Linked DNA regions of Rattus norvegicus: region 1 is linked to region 2. A link is a contact called in public Hi-C data. All regions are on one chromosome and are shown on one strand. The core of a region is the stretch at or near the end of the contact, and the rest is flanking DNA. Distances in the headings are between cores, read along the strand shown.

Region 1 (4,608 bases), core at 1,175-3,674, 190 kb before region 2:
AGAAGCGTTTCTCAGAGGTTTCTGGATGTTCAAGTCCATTTAGCACTAGGACAAGAGAGAGGGGAGGGGAGGAAAAGAGAGAGAGGAGAGAGAGGGGAGAGAGGGGAGAAAAAGAAAAAAGAAAGGGGACAAGGAGGAGGGAGAGAGGAAGGAAAAGGAAAAGAAAAAACACCCTCACCTTTATTTTTCGTTTCTTAGGAAGGGTGTCTGAGCAACCTGTTCCCCCTCCTGAATGTGGACTTTCATCTGTAAACTTTGTCCTAATTCCTAACTCTGCCTCTGAACTTTTGGTCCTGGGGCAGCAAGAGCCTGGAAACCCTGAGCAGGGCTGAGAACCCCAGCCTTCACTAGCGTGGCCCTCCCTTTGGCTTCCTGACTCTTACAGTTTAATTACACACTCATTTAAGACTTTTTTTTTTTCATTTAAGACTTGATTGGTGCCTACCTTTCTGACTGGACTTACAAGCCCCGGCACTGGGGAGGTGCCTTGCATGCAAGTAGCAATGAAAGAGTGTTTGTAGAAGTGGGGACTGCCCTGACCTGTAGTCTGGGGATGCCGAGGCTGAAGCAGAAGGAAGAAAACTCAAGGCCTGCCTGGGCTACAGAATGAGGTCAAGGCCAGCATGGGCAGCTTGGTGAAACCCTGTGTAAGAATAAATAGTAACCATAAAGAGGAGTGCCACGAGCTGATGACTAGCACTCTTCCCTAGAAGGTGCAGGCCCTGCCTTCCCCGGACAGCAGAAAATGTCTGGAGATTATAACAGTACTTTCTGGCTACTTTATTGGATTATTATATCTGCCACCCTTCTCCATCCCAATCCCTTCCAACCCCCCAACACTAGGTAGGTAAGGAAGAAGGTTAGAGGAGAGAGGGGGTGTCCATCTCATTAGACTGCTTCCTGCTGATTTAGGGGTGTTCAGTTCTTTGGGGGCAATTATCAGGATATCTCTAACCAGCAAGCAGCAAACGCAGTCAGCAGCCAGCAAAAGCAGCAACAGCAGGGGCGGCAAGCTACTGCAGCCTCTTAGGCCTCTGACATTTTTATACCCTCTCAAGAGTCTCCAGAATCCCAAGTGTAAACTTACCCCTGCTAGGGGATGAGCTCGATCATAACCAGATGCTGTGGACGGTCTGAAGCAGTCCCATATCCCAGACCTGGCAGTAAAACAAAAGCACAGTCACAGAACATAACTAACTAAGCCAAAACTCTCCATACAGGAGACGCAAGGACAAAAGGATGGACCAAGGGCAGACAGAATGGCTCAGTGGGTAAAGGTGCTTTCTACCAAACCGGTGACTTGAATTTGATCCTCAGAACCTATAAGGTGGAAGGAGAGAACCAACGTCTGCAAGTTGTTCTCTGACCTCCACAAGCATGACCTGCCACCAACCCAAAAAGCAAGTTAAAAAATGTCGTGGGCAAGAAAAAATATATATATATCACATAACAGTTGCCCTGGGTTGTTGTGGTGATGGTTGATGATTGATTCTGGGAAAACAAACACAAAAAAAGCCACATCTGTATTAAGCATTCTACGAGGCTAATTGACTGTACATAGAGAGTTAGGATGTTGCAGATCCAGATCCAATTTCACTTGGACCATCTCAGCCTCTAAGTCACTGTGTGACGTGACCTCCTTGTGACTATTAGGTCATTCCTTTTGGTATATACTGACTTGTAGTTTCACTAACCCAAAGGCTAGGAATGTCATCAGGTAGCATCTAAGGCCTATAGCAAAGGTATCCAGGCTTTGCTCTAAGTCTCCTGTCTAACTTTGCTTCTGTTGCTGTGGTAAACGCTGAGATAGAGAGCAACCTGGGGACTAAAGTGTTCATTTTACCATTCACATTATATCCCATCATCAAGGAGTCAGGCCCTAACCACTGAGCCATCTCTCAAGTCTCCTGCACTTACATTCTCCACCAGTGTTGTTTATGCTATCTTTTATTTTGTGAGACATCTTTTGAATATTGTATATATTAATATACTGTACAATAGACATCAATACTGCAATCTCTCCAGTTAAGAATCTATTGCAATTTCTTGCCAAGAAATCGCCAATAAAGTGAATAAATTTCTGGAAAATATTTGCAAGAGAGAAAGTTAAGTACTCTCAACCCAGAGTTCCTTTAAGCGCTTTGTATAGCCAACTATGTTTCTGTGTCCAAAGTAAGGATTCTGTTTTAGTAAAGACCATATCTCCACCCCCAGGTCGGATGGATACACATCAAATGATAATCTCAGAGCACCCAAAAGCACTTTAACGAAGAGTGAGCCGAGATATGAATTCTCTACTCTCTCTATATATCTTCTGCCATTTCCTATCTGTCTGTTCTGAGTCTGAATCCTTGCTTGCCTGAATGCTGTCTTGTGAATCGGTCCCTGTGCCTGTGTCGCTCTGTTCTATGTCTGTGTCCCTAACAAAGGGCTTTTGGTCTGTAGTTTTTGAGCACAGAAAGTATCACATGGGGAAGGAATGAGGGATTAAGTCATTGACTCCAACAAATGACCCAGAAAACAAACAAATGCTTACAGTCAAGCAATGTATCGTCTTCAGCATGCACAGCAGATATTCACCTTAGAAGGTTGCTTTTGACCTATTTGCTGTTTTCAGTATTTGTTGCCATCACACACACACACACACACACACACACACACACACACACACACACACTATTCTGGGTCAAGGGCACATACGGGTATATATAACAAGGTTTCAGCCATGCATTTGCCTAGGTTGTAAAAGTTGATCACATGGGAACTCCAAGGCAAGGAAAGTCAATTGTTAACATTTGTTCTCCTAAAGGCAGGTTAAACAAACAAGCTGAGTACACAGTAGGACAGCAATCTCAAATCTTAGGTGACCTGAAGGTGTATTATTAACTCTGGCTGTGAGGTCCAGCAAAATCCAAGACTCTCAGAATGTAAGAGACATTGGCGTATTGCACCACCACCTTGGTAGTCTAGAATTCCATTCTTGATTTTTATGATGCAATTCATTTGAAAATATTTTAGCTTTGTTTTATGTGTGTAAGTATTGTGTGCATGTATATATGTGCACCATACAGGTGCCTGGGGCCTAGAGAAGGAGTCAGATTCCCTGGAACTAGAGTTACAGGTGGTTGGGAACTGCCATGCATGTGTTGAGAACTGAACCTGGGCCTACTGTAAGAGCATCCATTGCTCTTAACCACTGAGCTATCTCTCCAGCCCCTGTAGTCATCACTTTAATTAATTAATAGTAGTTAATTAATAGTTAATCAGATGTTCTTTCAGTTTTTATTGTATGGTTTTGAGTGCTTACTTATTATAATGAATTTAGTATCCTGTGATAGTTTCTGGCTTCGAGCTATATTTTTTTTTGATAATTTTTGCTTTTCAAGACAGGGTTTCTCTATATAGTCCTGGCTGTCCTAGAATTTGCTCTGTAGACCAGGCTGACCTGACCCTCATAGAGACCTCCCTGCCTTTGCCTGGAATTAAAAGTTCCAAACAGATTTTAATCACTAAAATACAGCAAGTGTGTGTATTTGCTAACACCCAGTAAGGAATTTCGCAACTGCATTCCTAAATCCAGCTACTTATAATCTGGTTTTGTATTCAATGTGAGCATTCTAATTAGTTCAGCTTCATAAATCAGTAGGAAGCTTTTAGTCACCTATGATCTAAAATCAGTATCAATCATCATGGTTTCTTCCTTCCCCCTTTCTGTGTATACACACACACACACACACACACACACACACATACACACACACACACACACATACACACACACACACACACATACACACACACACACACACACACACACACACACACACTGTAGGTGTCTTCAAACACACACTAGAAGAGGGCATCAGATTCCATTACAGATGGTTGTGAGCCACCATGTGGTTGCTGGGAACTGAACTCAGAACCTCTGGAAGAGCAGTCAGTGCTCTTAACCACTGAGCCATCCCTCCAGCCCACATCACAGTTTCTTATGAGAGGATTCCCCAGGCCCCAGAGGCCAGAGCTGGAAAGTTAACTGGCTTGATCTTGTGTAGGTTTTGTGCAGACAACCAGAGCTGCTTTTAGTTCATGACTACAATGGTCTTGTCATGTTCAGAAGACACTGATTAGCTACAGCTCTTCCTGACCTCTGGCTTTTATAATCTTTTCACACACCCTTCTTCAGTATTCTTGAGCCTTGAGGCACAGCCTTCTTGCTGACTACTTGCTGCCTACACTGTAACTAGTTGTGAGTCTCCCCATTAACCACTGTCCACTGCACAGGAACATTTCCCAGATGAGGATAGAGAGCTGTGTTGATGCATGGGTACAGAGACACGAATGTAGAAAGCAGTCTGACGCTATGGCCTGTAGCAAATCAATAGTGAGAGCTTCACCAGGGTGCCTATGGCTCCCCAGACCTGGCCAGATTTGCAGTACCAGGCTTGAGTTTCTTCCTGTAAAACTGGCCTTCGATCCAACCAGAAGGTGGGTGGTGACTCCCCATAACATTCAAAGCACTCTAGAGATGCAGGCATTAAAGAATTTAAGAGTGTAGATCTGAGAGCATGAAAAACAGAAGACAATAAATACACTTATCATGGAAAAGAG
Region 2 (4,398 bases), core at 277-2,776:
AAGTTAATATGATTAGGAACAGTTGATGGCCTAAGGGTAGGACGGAGACAAATGAGACTCAAGTCTCTAAGATGTACAAACTCATATTAAGCCTATGTCAGATTCTACCCTAAGCGTTAGTGATTTACTATTATAATGATTACCAGGCATCTCGTGGTAAGAGGGCCTTGCTATTCTTAGCGCTGGTCTCAGACATGACGATCTTACATGTGCTTTAGTATCAGTGTGGTCTTGTGGTACTGAGAGGTGACGCCCTCTCGCTAAGATTCCTGCTGAATGGCGATTCCCTGCTCTCCAAGCTTAGACTTTCTTAGTCTCCCTTGGGTGAGAAAGATGGAGACATTTGATCCTGGAGGAGAAGTCTGTCCCCTGTGTTTGCCTGAAGAAGACAGATAGATTTCCAGTGTTCATCAACTCTTAAGATGAAGAGATCTAAATCTCAGAGGGAGAAACTGAGGCAGGGTAGAAAGGGGAAATGATGGGAATATAGGAAGGAAATGAGCCTCTACCCAGACTCCAGTGTTTGGCTGAAGGTTCTCACCAGCTTCGGATTCCAACACAACTAAGAACGATTGCTTCGTCTGTCTCGGATACCCTCACAGTTACAGGGGTGTGGTAGTGTGCCTGATATGCTCATGTTAGTACATTCTTCTCTTTTGTTCCACCTGCAGCATTGCAGCATGGCATATCCCCCTCCCAGACAAAAATTAAAAAAAAAAAAAAAAACCCGAGCGGAATATGCTCCTATACTAAACTTTACTTTTTTTTCTTTCACATCTTCACTTTGAATTCTTTCTCATTTTAGGGAATTGGTTCTCTTGGAGGCTGGGTAACCATCTAAGGCCAATCTGCTGACAGATGGGGGAATCACACAGTTACATTACTATCCGTAAACTAAAGATTCACTTGAATTAACCATTAAAATTTCCTGTAGTTGCTACAGAATCAGGGCTTGTTCTTGTTGTTGCATTTGGAGAGAAATATTCAAGGACTCGGTACCAACTTGGATGTAGACATTTACCTATAACTTAGAGCCAGGTCAGGGCCAACCAACAGCAAATAGAAGAAAGAGTTTTTTAAGTGCCTAAGGTGTTTCAGACACCATGTTTGGGGATGCTGGGGAATCATTTCATATGTAAACTGTCTGGATGGTCCGCAAGGATCCCAACAGACCACAAAGAAAGACAGCCCATTCCTTTTCTGACTAGAAAACAGAGCCCATTTCCCCCAGCACAGATGGTGAAAGGCACCCTTTCTTTGGGAGTGCAGCGGCACCAGAGGGCGCCTGGGAGGAGGAAAATCCAGGTTCTGGTTGGACCTTTCCCCCTATATAATGGTTCTCTTGAGCACCGGCAGTCCAGAGCAGCCAAGGTTCCACAGAGGTCCGCACAAAGGACATAGTGCCGCTGTATTTAGCACTGTGATCTCCTGCCAAAAATGAACCCCACAGGCTGCATTTGGAATGACGTCCCCTATCCAACCGCACCTCAGACAGCTTGAAGGAACTTGAAAGGTGGAGTGGGGAGAGTGACCTTCCTAAGCTGCCTGGCTCCCCAACGACTCATGGAAACTACTCCTACAGAGACGACCGAAGTCTGGTTTTGGTTTCCCATCATGGTGAAGCAAAAGCCCGGGCTGTCCCTTGATCCTCCCACTGCTTTGTAAAATAGGAGTAGGTGGCCTGACCACAAGGCCGGGATACTTTGAATGAAGCGAACGGTCCATTTTTTTTTCTTTTCTTTTTTTTTTCTCTTTCACTGCCAAGGTGCAATAGTTTGAAAATCAGGGCAAGACTTCCGGAGGGAGAATGAGATCATCTTCTCAGAGAAAATGCTCAGCAAGTGCCCCCTGGTGGTTAGTTTTTAAACTTTGGTGATAGGTTTTTAAATTTTGTTCTTGATTTGACAATGGTTTGTATTTATGGGGTATAATATGTCTGACACTGTTATGCTAACGAAATAAGCTTTCTGCGTTCGGTTGTTCTCACATGACAGATACTGTTTATATGTCTCCAAAGGGACTCCTGTACACACACACCTCCAGCTGCCTGTCTGGGCCAGGCTCCATCCTTCCCTGTTTGTCAAGGGCCCCCGATCGGTGTTAGTGTAAGATTTGGGGCTTTGGATGATATAATTCATTCAATACTATTTGAGGGGCATAACTTAACCTGAAATGAATTGGAGAAATAATGTTGTTGTAACCTCGACATGGGAATTTTAGACCCTTGCCAATCAATTTTACTAGGACAGGTGTGGCGCCCCACAAACACGCACCAACCCTCCACTCCTTCAATCCCCACATCCCTCCTTTAAAACTATACCAGCCTGCCACTCATCTGAATATCTCCCAAGCTGCCCTGTTCCCTAAGTATAGAATCTGGACTTTAGCTATCCCATTCTCTCCCACCTCCCGTGAGAAGAGACCCAAGCCTTTACCATTGTCTTTCCCACTGAGCCTTGATGTGAAAATCCACATTGCTTTCTTTGAAGTCAGATGAGGCATGGTGATTGGCATATGTCTAAGTACTGCCCACCTCCTTGCTCCCCAGAGGGCTCTGAGCCAAGGTGAGCATTGGTACCCACCCATCCCCCACCAGCATTGGTAACTGCCCTACCACCACCACCACCAGCAGCAGCAGCAGCAGCAGCAGCACCACCCAGCCTGCCACCATGCTTTCCTAAAGGTCTCCCTACCTAGACTCCTGCTCCACCACTGTCTCCTGGGTTTCAGCAGCTGCTGCCCTTTACCTGCCTCTCTGGCTCCTACTCACTTGCCTTGGGTCTGTGATGATCATAAGCTCTCCAGCTACTGTTCCTTTAGGCTTTGTTGCCGAGGCCAGGCATTGAACTCGACTTACAAACAGAACCTTATTGAATTCTCACAGTCGCCTTAGACTGTCACACAGAGACTCAGAGAGGCTCAGCACCCTATCCTGTAGTGCGTAGCTAAGCTGGTAGCAAAGCAGACCTTGAACTTGGGTCTACTACACAGCCACTAGTTGATTGCCACGCTGGGAACGGTTACCGCACTCTCTTAGCCCCTCCTCATCTTCCCTCTGCTTGCTACTTCCTCTCTCTTTTGACCATATAGTTTTGTTTTTCCTCCCCTGTCTGAGCACAGCTCCTCAAAGCTCAGCCTCTGGTTTGACATTCTAGCATCTTTTTTTTTTTTCCTTCGGAGCTGGGGACCAAACCCAGGGCCTTGCGCTTCCTAGGTAAGCGCTCTACCACTGAGCTAAATCCCCAGCTCTAGCATCTTTAAAATGCAGTTTTCCAGGGCCGTCTCCCCATTTATAAGCTCCTTACTTCCACCTCGCCCTGCTCAAGACCCTAGGTTACTCAGCTGTCGCCTCTCTTCTTGTCACATTGATGCAGGCCTTTCTCTCTTCTATCTTCTTTGTCTGCCCAATCCACACACCCATCTGACCCCTCAGTGACTCTGATGTCACCCCCTCCCTCTCCAGAGTCCTTTGTCAGCCATACATTAGCCATGGTCATCACCGTTGCCATCTCTCCAGGGGCCTCTGGTTTCAGCACCTAACTGATCATTCTCCCCACAGTGATGGCGAGCAATTGCTCAGGAGCCAGAGTTCAGACGAGATAAATGAAGGTTAGCTCCACAAGACACTAAAGGCTTTCTCCACTTAGGTCTCATAGCTCCCCTAGGTGGGTAGTTATTCTTAATTTTTCCGATTTTGCAGACGGGAAACCAAGTCTCAATGATAACCTGCCACCTATGAACTGTATTTGAATTCAAGCTGGTATTTGAGCTCAGGCTAATTCCTGAATGCCTGCACATAACCACTGCCCTACACTGTCTTATATGACACTCCTGCTCAGTACCATTTGGTGGCTATCTCTGAGCACAATCTGCCTCAAGCCCCCTAGAATCCTGTGCCAGCACATACGCCTAACGTTAGCCTCTGCTACTGTCCTTTCTGCACCCGAGCTTTAAGGATACTGCCTTCTTTGCTGCCTAGAACACCCCCATCACAAGAGTTTCCTGCCTTTGGCCTTTGCTGACACTGCTCCTGTATCAAGGATGACAGTCTCCCCATTACCAAGGGCAAGCTGGGCCCACACTTAGAAGTTTGCCTCAAGTGCCACAGCCTTGGTGAAAATGTCTAATTTCTTTCCCAGCCAGGCAGGGGTGTTCTCTCCTTCCTGAGTTCTCCTGCCCTGCCTATGGCCTCAATCAAGAGGTCCACTCAAGGTGGCTGTGGACAGGTACCTTTTCCTGCAACAACCTCAGCTGTCTACACCCTAGGACCCCAAAGAGCCCTACCCAATGAGTAAGCAAATGCTAGAGCTGGTGTTAAGAATGTTATCTGACTAGCCAGGCATGGTGGCACATGGCTTTAATCTAAGCACTAGGGAGGCAGAGGCTGGTGGATCATTG

The links. Hi-C and Micro-C count contacts between places; a contact is called where the count stands out from the background.
Region 1: a contact with region 2 is called in a Hi-C map of frontal cortex, with 2.1 times the contacts expected there. The contact joins two enhancer-like sites. A contact is called at or near these places in 2 of 12 Hi-C or Micro-C datasets (the A7r5 cell line and frontal cortex).

The regions. Positions count from the first base shown.
Region 1 is chr3:139,748,412-139,753,019 of GRCr8, reverse strand. LOC102552722 (a long non-coding RNA gene) reads right to left here. Exons shown (of 4, transcript XR_010064904.1): 3 at 1,088-1,157; 4 at 1-45. Among named protein-coding and RNA genes, the nearest start is that of Rassf2, 17 kb to the right of the region's middle. Within about 2 kb of position 2,424, at least 25 of the 93 cell types and tissues checked have an H3K27ac peak or open chromatin away from gene starts, as enhancers often do.
Region 2 is chr3:139,554,554-139,558,951 of GRCr8, reverse strand. No RefSeq gene overlaps it. Among named protein-coding and RNA genes, the nearest start is that of Ervv-2, 31 kb to the left of the region's middle. Within about 2 kb of position 1,526, at least 42 of the 93 cell types and tissues checked have an H3K27ac peak or open chromatin away from gene starts, as enhancers often do.